Linked DNA regions of Mus musculus: region 2 is linked to region 1. A link is a contact called in public capture Hi-C data. All regions are on one chromosome and are shown on one strand. The core of a region is the stretch at or near the end of the contact, and the rest is flanking DNA. Distances in the headings are between cores, read along the strand shown.

What was found. Capture Hi-C pulls out chosen DNA fragments and counts their contacts.
Region 2: a contact with region 1 is called in a capture Hi-C map of embryonic stem cells, with 4 times the contacts expected there. The contact joins two enhancer-like sites. A contact is called at or near these places in 2 of 115 datasets of contacts at active chromatin or transcription factors (both in embryonic stem cells) and 1 of 9 other capture datasets (embryonic stem cells).

Annotation. Positions count from the first base shown.
Region 1 is chr3:96,806,214-96,811,079 of GRCm38.p6, reverse strand. It overlaps Cd160 (CD160 antigen), which reads left to right. Exons shown (of 5, transcript NM_018767.3): 2 at 2,145-2,289. The coding sequence starts at 2,208. Among named protein-coding and RNA genes, the nearest start is that of Cd160, 5.9 kb to the left of the region's middle. Within about 2 kb of position 2,664, at least 15 of the 459 cell types and tissues checked have an H3K27ac peak or open chromatin away from gene starts, as enhancers often do. A contact at or near this core is called in embryonic stem cells, where this site is marked.
Region 2 is chr3:97,552,633-97,557,498 of GRCm38.p6, reverse strand. All of the region lies in intron 2 of Gm40102 (a long non-coding RNA gene), which reads right to left. Among named protein-coding and RNA genes, the nearest start is that of Gm40102, 8.8 kb to the right of the region's middle. Within about 2 kb of position 1,873, at least 3 of the 459 cell types and tissues checked have an H3K27ac peak or open chromatin away from gene starts, as enhancers often do. A contact at or near this core is called in embryonic stem cells, where this site is marked.

The sequences.
Region 1 (4,866 bases), core at 1,415-3,914:
TACCATATTAAATACTGCAGGCAACTGTAACACAACAGCAAGTATTTATGTATCTAGCTACAGCGTGCAGTAAAAAGGTGCTTATTTTATATGTATAACCTACACATGTGCCCTTTTTTGACATGCTAACTTATGCTAGTCACAATTTAAGCCCTTATAAAACTAACACAGTTCAGGTTTTGAATAAATAATAGAGGTGATTTGGCTCATGCTTCGTATGGAAAAGTCCAAGTGTGTGGCACTAGCATTTGCCACATCGTAGAACCGTGGGAAGTTTTCATGATAATTCATACTGTGCATCACTAATGGTGCTGCTGCATGAAGAGATGCATCACTAGATGATTTCATGGCTGCACAATCATAGAATATAGGCATAGAAACCCAAATGGCATAGCCTGTGCCTACCGTGGCCACATGGTACAATCTTTTGCTCCCTGGCACAGCTTTTTACTATGCAGAATACTTCGGGCAACAGTAACACAGCAGTAAGCAGTTATGAATGTAGACAGTCTATGGTCCAACCGTAGAAATGGAACACCTGGATAAAGCACTTCATGTGGCGGAGCCTGCGGGACTGGGAATCTCTTCCGATGACTGAGTGAATGGGGAATGGAAAGAGGCTGGGGAATGGCTGAGCTCTGCTGAACTCTGCACAGCAGCCACTCCACCTACACTGTGCTCCAAATCCGGGCTGGATCTTCAGCAACGCCCCCCCCCCCCCAAAAAAAAACCTTACTTCACTCACTATAACATTTTTACTTAACAGCCTTCTTAATTTTTAAATTTAGTTTAAAACATAAACTTGCCAGTTTGGAGGGCCATCCCTGTAATCACAGTTGGGTAAACTGAGGTAAAAGGCAAACAGGTTTTCTGAGTCAGAGTTTTTCAGTGTAGTGCTGGGTGTCTCAGAACTCACTCTGTAGACCAGGCCGGCCTCTGCCTCCAGAGCACTGGGATTCGTGTGTGCTACCAGTGAGGACCTGTACACACTCTTCTGTAAGCTTGTCCTCTTTTTCCAAGCTTGCTAAGGTCTGCAAAGGCTTTGGACCCCTTCCCTTGGGTTTTCTTGGAGTTCTGATATTTTCTTCTCCTTTGCCCTATTTTTCTCTTTCCTTTTTCCCCCATTTTCCTTTCCTCTGTTTTTTTTCCTCTTATCCCTCCAGTCACTCATTTCTGTCCCCATTTCATTAAAATCTCTTGGTACCACTGATACACAGGCAGCCTCTCACTGACTGAAATGTTGGTATAAGGCACATGCCTGAGTAATATCCTCTTCTATGAATGGATCAAATGTATCAAATCGGTGTCCTGTTGTTTTGTTTCTTTTGTTTGAATGCTTTTTAAAGTGTGGACATAATTTTGCATAACAGAGACTAGAATATAAAAATATAAATAACAGTAATATAAATATTAGGAGAGAATAAGCTCAGCCTGAGGGAAACCTTATGGAAACAAAATCGGAAACTAAGCAACTTTTTTAAATTAAAACTTCATCGTAAAGACTTTGCAAATAGGAAAAAAAAATCACACACTAAAACTAGCCCAACTCAAAGTCTATTTATCGCAGTAAACTTCTATACAGCCAGGACAGCCATTCTGAAGCTGTGAGACTGCATGTCAGATTTTACTCCTTCACTATCCAATATGGTTTTTAGTTCTTAGGAATCACCGAGATATCCACTATAGAGTTGAAACTAGAACAAAATTAGCTTCATATCTTCTTTCATGATACAAGTGCCCTTCACCTGAATTCAGTCCTTCCCCTAATTGTTTTCCTGTTCTCCTTTCTACATATTATACTTTGCCACATGTATTTACATGCGTATTCATATATATATATATATATATATATGCATAAATGTATGTATATACACACATATATACACACATATGTATATAACACGGGCTATTCACCAAAGGAGCCCAGGAAAAATAGGCAAAGTCTCTCTGCCCAGCCCCCAGCCCCTGATTCTTCTCTCCACTTCTGCTTTGCTAGATCTTTTTCTATGTCTCCCTTCAGCTTTACCCTGAAGTTCTCTTCATCTCCACCACACTTTGAGCAAACCCAACAAGTACCTAAAACAGGGAGCTGGCCACAGAGGCCTGGAAGCCTTCACCTAATGAGTTTCTCCTGTGCTTTTCAGGAGTGTGCAGCCACAGACCAGCAAAGTCAACATTTCCGTGAAATTCCTGGGGCTGACAACAGCATGCAAAGAATCCTGATGGCCCCTGGCCAAAGCTGCTGTGCCCTGGCCATCCTGCTGGCAATTGTGAACTTCCAACATGGTGGTGAGGACAGATCCCGGGGCAGAGAGCCATGGAGAACCCTGGGCTCAGGGGAAGGATGTTCCCCACGCATGTTTTCATTTATCTGTGAAGATCCCTGATTCTTCCAGACATGTGAAGGAACCCCTAAGCTCTCTAGATTATAGTAACGGTATAATTTGATAGTAATTGTTTAATTTTGTGGTTATAGATAAGATTTGTAAGTGTTACAGTTGTGAGGGGGAAGGTACCCTGGCAGTCGGGAGCCAAGGCATTTCACAAAGTCACACCACACAACACACCTCACACAAGAGTTTCGTTGGGAGAGTTTATGGTGTCCCTCTGCTGGAGAAAGAAGCAGCAAAGAACTAAGCAGGAGGCAGGCTTCATGTAGGGTTTCTTGGGAGAGGGGGAGCTTTCCAGGGTGCCCCGACATTGGTGGGATTCTGTGGCCTGATCTTGGGGCAAGCTCAGGGATTGGTGGGATTTTGTAGCCTGATTGTGGGCTTTTTTTTTTTCCCTGTAGGGCGGGGCCTGGCCATTCACCTGTCTTGATGGGCTGGAAATGGCAATTGCAGCCACTAGAGATGTCTGGGGGCAGGAGCTACCCTGGAGCCTTGAGGGTCTCACAGATCTACATTTAAATAAGCTCAGTGTGTCAGGAATGCTGCACTCTCTGCCTGCCTTACCCTGACACTCTACAGTGTCTGGGAAGTACAGCCTGTGAGAGAAGAGAGTTAGACCCATCTGTGCCTTCAGGTCATGGGGCCTGTAAACTTCAAAAAAAGGAAGGAAGGAAGGAAGGAAGGAAGGAAGGAAGGAAGGAAGGAAGGAAGGCAGGCAGGCAGGGAGGCAGGGAGGGAGGGAGGGAGGGAGGGAGGGAGGAAGGAAGGAAGGAAGGAAGGAAGGAAGGAAGGAAGGAAGGAAGGAAGGAAGGAAGGAAAGAAGGAAGGCAGGCAGGCAGGCAGGCCAGCTTCCTGAGAAATCTTTAAGAATATATAGTCTTTGGTGTGTATCTGTCATGGTGTAAGGACAGAGCTTGGAGTCATCCAGGCAGTGCTCCTCACAACCAACCTGTTTTTGACCTTGGTGTAGGAGGGGTTTAAGCTTTTATGGGCAGAGACTGGGGCACTCCCATGACTGACTCCTTCCTCTACAATCTGTGCCAACTCTGACAACGTGAATGGGAAATAAAAACATCTGACTCCTGGACAAAATAATTAGAATATAAATTTTCTGAGAATGTGTATGTTTTCAAATCTATCTTTGGAAACCTATTGTTGTCTCAGTTAGGGTTTTTCTGCTGTGAACAGACACCATGACCAAGGCAACTCTTTACTGCTTCTGATCTTTGGCTTGAAAAGCTGCTTGAGGACCTCTCCTGTCATGTCTGATCCCTGTTCCACCTTCCTGGAGCATCATCCCCCGCTCACGCCATTTCTTTTCTGTCCTTACTTCCTGTAGATTCCAATACAGCCTTCCTGTAGTGAGAATTTTGGCTTCTTTGAAAAACACAGAAATATTACAAGAATATAAGCCGGGCGTGGTGGTGCATGCCTTTAATCCCAGCATTCTGGAGACAGAGGCAGGCGAGTTCCTAAGTTTGAGGCCAACCTGGTCTACAGAGTGAGTTCCAGGACAGCCAAGGCTACCCAGAGAAACCCTGTGTCGAAAAACAAAAAAATAAAAATAAAAAAAATATTACAAGAATATGCTTTCATTTAAATCCCAGGTGTGGAACACGAGGCTGCTTCGGACTGTCTGCAGCAGCTGACTATGATTTGCCTCATGCTCAAGCAAGGGCATGATTTTTCCAGCTGCAGATAGTTTCTGTGATTGTGTGACATTTGGAATTCTGGGACTTTACAGAGGGTACATAAATGCTAGAGCCTCGAGAGATGGAGTGGGTTGTTGCCTGATGACCACAGTTTATTAAGTAGTAGTATTAGTGTGCAAAGAAGAAACAAGAAGAAATTAGATATCCTGCCCGGGAAGAGCAAACTTGCCCCAAGGATCTCAACAGCCCTAATCAACAAGAAGTAGTCTAACAGGAAGTAGTCTAACAGGAAGTAGTCTAACACTAACGTTGCCCCCTTACCCCCATCCCTTCTCTCTCCCATCTTGACTTTCTGATGTACAACCAGTTTTTCTCCTTGAAGTAGGAAGCCATTCCAGAGCACCTGTTTGCATCCGTTCACACAGGAACAAACCTTGGTCTGGCAAACACATTCTCCCCACTGTGTAGGGCTTCCCCCTACCCACCCACCCGCCCAACCACCTCCAGGCCTGGGACACTGCTTCTGCCTCCACCTCTATCAAGGAACCATGACTTGAAATCTCAGTGTTCACCATAGAACAAAGTGCAGTACTTTGCCAATTCTACTCTGGGCTGCATATTTGAGAGCAGAGCTGTGATGGTGTGAATGCAATGTCCTAGTAAATCTTGGGCATTGAATCCTTGTTCCCCAGTAGTGGCTGCTTGGGAAGGATTGAGCCATATGACTCTGTTGGAGATGTGTCACTGGGTGCAGGCTTGAGGGATCAAAATCTTCTGTCCACTCTCACTGTGCTGTCTCCTGCTCACACTTTGAGATGTGAGTT
Region 2 (4,866 bases), core at 624-3,123, 750 kb before region 1:
CCAGTAATGCAAACCTTTTTCAATAGTAACCTTGAATGCAAACACCCGTAACTCACAAAAGACACAGGTAGACTCAAAACTCTAAATCCCAGAGCATCATCGTCGATACTAAACTTGGGAAATGCACAAATACTTGGAGACTGAACAGTATGCTTTTGAATGAAAGGAAGTCAAGAGAGAATTTTAAAAACTCCTAAAATCAAAGGAAACACAGTCTACCAGATGCAACCAAGTCAGTCCCAAGAGAGAAGTTTGTAGCTATAGGATGATCAGAGAGATGTCAAATAACCTAGTGATACACCTCAGGCTGTAGTAAAGATTACGGCAGAAATGAATGAAACAGGAAATAAATGCATAGAATCGATCAAAGATAAATGAGTGACAACCTGAGCTAAACTAACCAAAAGAGAGAAGATCCAAATGATTACATTTAGAAGTGAAAGGGCGCTCGGAGGCTGCCTCCGGGACTCAGTGGGTGTTTGTTCTGTAAGTGGGAGAACTTGCTCAGATCCTCACCGCCCATGTAGAATGGCACCCAGATGTATGCTGGTAACACCATTGGGCTGTAGAGACAAGCAGGTCCAGAGAGCTCATTGGTCAGCCAGTCTAGCTTAAACCATTAACCATAGGATCATTGAGAAACCCTGTCTCAAGCCAGTAAAGTAGGGAGCAATAGGGGAAGCTACCCAGTATTTGCTGTGTCCTTTGTGTGTGCATGGTCATCCATATCTTTATACCCCTCACATATTTTACTGAGATGTCTTCCTGGGGTGATGCAAACAATGTCTCACCTTCCTCCTAAGGTTCCAATGACAAACAGGTACAATTACACTAAGAAGCCAATGAGTTTATTGGGCTTACAGAGCACAGTGAGGGGTTACTTACTGTGGGTGCCCACCATGCCACACCAGGCAGTCTTAATCTAGGAGGAATATTGGCTTCTCCATAGCCACATAGATGGAGCCCTTCTCCCCAGTCATCCTCAGCCTGTATACTCTAGCGACATGTAATTAGAGCAGAGTTATGTACAACAGGTAGAAGGGGGCAGCTAGACACTCATTTGAGGTTCTGGTGACCACCCCTGCCCTTCTATGAGGGGAATCAACAGTCACCAAGCCCAGTGGGGATAATCCTTTGCAAGTTAGCACAGCTGAAGCCCACATGATGGCAGCTGTTTGTCTTGTAGAACAACTCTGTACAACATACACTGTATATGAGAGAAGGGGTTGGGGAGAAAGAAAGGAAGGAGAAAGAAAAGGGAATATGGTTACAAACTAAGAGCTAGAAAAACCTAGGAACATAAAAATTTAAACACATGACCAATGGTTTGAGTATGTTTTCTATTGCCATAGCAAAGACCATGACCAAAAACAACTTATGGAAGAAAGAAATTATTTGCGTTTACAGTACCAGAAAGGTAAGACTCTACTGTGGTTGGGAATCGGGGCAACAGGAAACAGGGAGCTGAGAGCTCATGTTTCAGACTGCAAACAGTAAGTCAAGAGCAAACTGAATGGCGCAGAGCTGTTAAAACTTCAAAGCCTATCCCCAGTGCCATTCTTCCTCCAGCAAGTCTACACCTGAATCTAGCCAAACAGCAGCACCAGGGGGATCCAGGCATTTAAACATCAAGGCCTGGGTGGGACATTCATGTTCAAACCACCACACCATCCAGAGCTAAAGCCAGAAAATTGAGACAGACTCCTAACTAGCAATGTGATTGGAGTAGTAGTTAAAAATCTCCCCAGAAAAAGAACTCAGGGGTGAATGTGGGCCTGGATACCAGTGGTTTTCCACGAATATCTCTGTCCAGGCCAGGTGCAAGGGTTCCAGCAAAAGGAAGGGAGTGCAGGCAGGAAGACAAAGTCTCTGCCACGCCTTCCAGGTCTCTTGGTAACTCCCAGCAGCTCTGAACTGAGCCGACTATCCAGTGAGGAGTGTGGCGGGAAGCTCAGTGGCTCTTCGGGAGAGAAGATCTCTTTCCAAGTTTACATACAGCTCTTAGAACAAAAGACTCAGACAAAGGAATAGTTCTCGAGTACTTTTAATTTCCTGGATGGATTTATATACAGTTCTGGGGGTGATTCAGGGTTCGACAGCAGGTATCTTACATTGGCTAGGACTGAGAGTTTGGGGGAAACCTCAAATTTGCATGTGGGAAGGCTTGGTGCTGTTCCTATATGACTGAAAGCCACCTGCCTCTCCTGTGGGGCCTGTGGGAGTGGTAACTTCAACAGGAGCCAGGGGTCCAGGAGACATGACGGAATGCCTTCCATCCCATGTAGGTGGAAATTACCACCCATTGGGTCCCACCAGGGTTCAAGACCTCAGCTCAACTGGAGACCAGGCTGTCTGTGCATAGCCTGTCCCACGGGTGAAGAGATTACTTCCTGAATTTTAGGAAAATATAAAACACTTCTTGAAATGGTCTACAAAACAGAAACAAGAATGAGCACTTCCATATTCATTCTATAAAGTCAGCATTGCCCTGACATCAAAACCAGGTATCACAGCATAACAACAACAACAACAACAACAACAACAACAACCCTACAGACCAATCTGATGAACGCCTGAAATAAATGCTAACAGAATGCTTGAAAACTGAGCTCAAGAACACATCGAGATCATACATCATGAGCAGCTTTGTTTCATCCCAGCAATGCCACACTGACTCAATATATGCAAGGTAGTAAATGTAACAGCATGCTAATAGACCTACAGACAAAACTCTTATGATCATCTTGATGGACGCAGAAAATGCATTTGATAAAGTTCAGAAGAGTCTTCGTGAATAAGTCATCGAAGAAAGTTGAAATTGATGGAGCACACCACAACCTAATAAAGGCTATATACAATGGGCATAGCCAATGTTATACTAAAGAAAACATCATTTATTTTTTTCTAAAAGTCTAGAATGAGACAAAGGTACCCATTCCTTCGATTCTTATACAAAATATGTTCAAACTCTGGCCAAAGCAATAAAACAAGAGAAATAGATAAAACAGATTTTAAAAAATGGAAAAGAAGTAAAAATATTCCTATTTGCAAATGACATAATTCTATACTTAAAAGACTTCACAGATTCCAACAGAAGGATATTAGACCTCTTTCGGTGACGTTTTAGGACGTAAAAATCAACATTATTTTTATGTATATATACTAATTTGGCTACACACGCATTTGCTGAGAAATCAGGGCAAATATCCCATTCACAATAGCTTCAAAAATATCAAGGAATATACCTAACCAGGGAGGTGGAAGACCCCTAAAATGAAAATATGAACACACTGGAAAAAAATTGATAAGACACTAGACTATGTCAAAAACTTCCTGGAGTGGCAGACTTAATATTATGAACATGACTCTACTATCAAAATCTATTACATTATAGATTTATCAAATCTATAGATTTAATGTAATCCCTATCAAAAATCTAGTGACATTCTTCACAAAGTCAGAGAAAACAATTCTAAAGTTCAAATGGAAGTACAGCCATAGGAATTTTAGGAGTAGAAAGCACAGTGCCAGAAGGCTCATAATACCTGATGTCAAATTGTACTTCGCAGGTTGTTGTGGTGCTTGGGAGGCAGAGGCAGAGGCAGACAATTTCTGAGTTTGAGGCCAACTTGGTCTACATAACAAGTTCCAGGCCAACCAGGGCTGCACGGTAAGACCATGTCTCCAAAACCAAACACAATTTACAGAGCCATAGTGACAAAGATAGTATATTAATGGAATAGAATGTATACCTTGGTAAATATACACATAATAGAGAAAATAAATACCCAGAAATAAACCCACATGGCTGTGGCCACCTAATTTTTGACAAAGTTGCCAAAATGTGCTTGAAATAAGATAACCTATTAAATAAACGGTGCTTGCAAGTCTGAATTTCCACAGGCGGAAAAATCAGCTTAGATTCATCTCTCTTACCTTTAGCAAAATCAGTTCAGTGCGAACCAAAGAACGTGATTTAAAACGGTAAACGCCTAAATAGCTAAAGGAAAACATGAGGAATACTTCAAGATAGAGATAAGGGCAAGAACTTTGAGGAGAACTCCAGTAGCACAAGACTGGGATCACGTGGTGTTCAAATGTTTCTGCACAGCAAGAGGACCTGCCAGCAGAGCAAACAGCCTGCAGGGTGGGAAAGACAGCTTTCCCCAGTATGCCTAATATGGGGTTAATATCTAGAACAACTAAAGAACAGCAAAAACTAAACACCAAAAAATCCAAAACTGCCCATTAGGAAACGAATCAATGGACTGAAAAAACAGTTCTCAAGAACTACAAACAGCCAGTAATTATTTTTAAAGTATTCAACAGCCTTAGCCATAAGGAAATTGCAAGCTAAAACTTGCCACGCAAGCATAAGGACCTAAATTCAACCCTTAGTGCACACACACACACACACACACACACACACAGACAGAGACAGAGAGAGAGAGACACAGAGAGAGAGAGACAGAGAGAGAGAGAGAGAGAGAGAGAGACAGAGAGACAGAGAGACAGAGAGAGAGGAGGGGAGGGGGAGTGTGAGGGAGAGGGGGAGGGAGAGGGAGAGGAAGAGGGGGAGGGGAGGGTGAGGGAGAGGGAGAGGGGGAGGGGGAGGGAGAGGGAGAGAGGTCATATGCTTATAACCCCAGCACTGGGGATGTAGAGAAGAGCTCCCAGGGGTTTATTGGCCATCCAGCCTAACATCACTGGTTAGGTCCAGTCCAATGAGAGACACCCCACCCCCACCCCATCTTAGTCAAGGTCTCTATTCCTGCACAAACATCATGACCAAGAAGCAAGTTGGGAAGGAAAGGGTTTATTCGGCTTACACTTCCATACTGCTCTTTATCACCAAAGGAAGTCAGG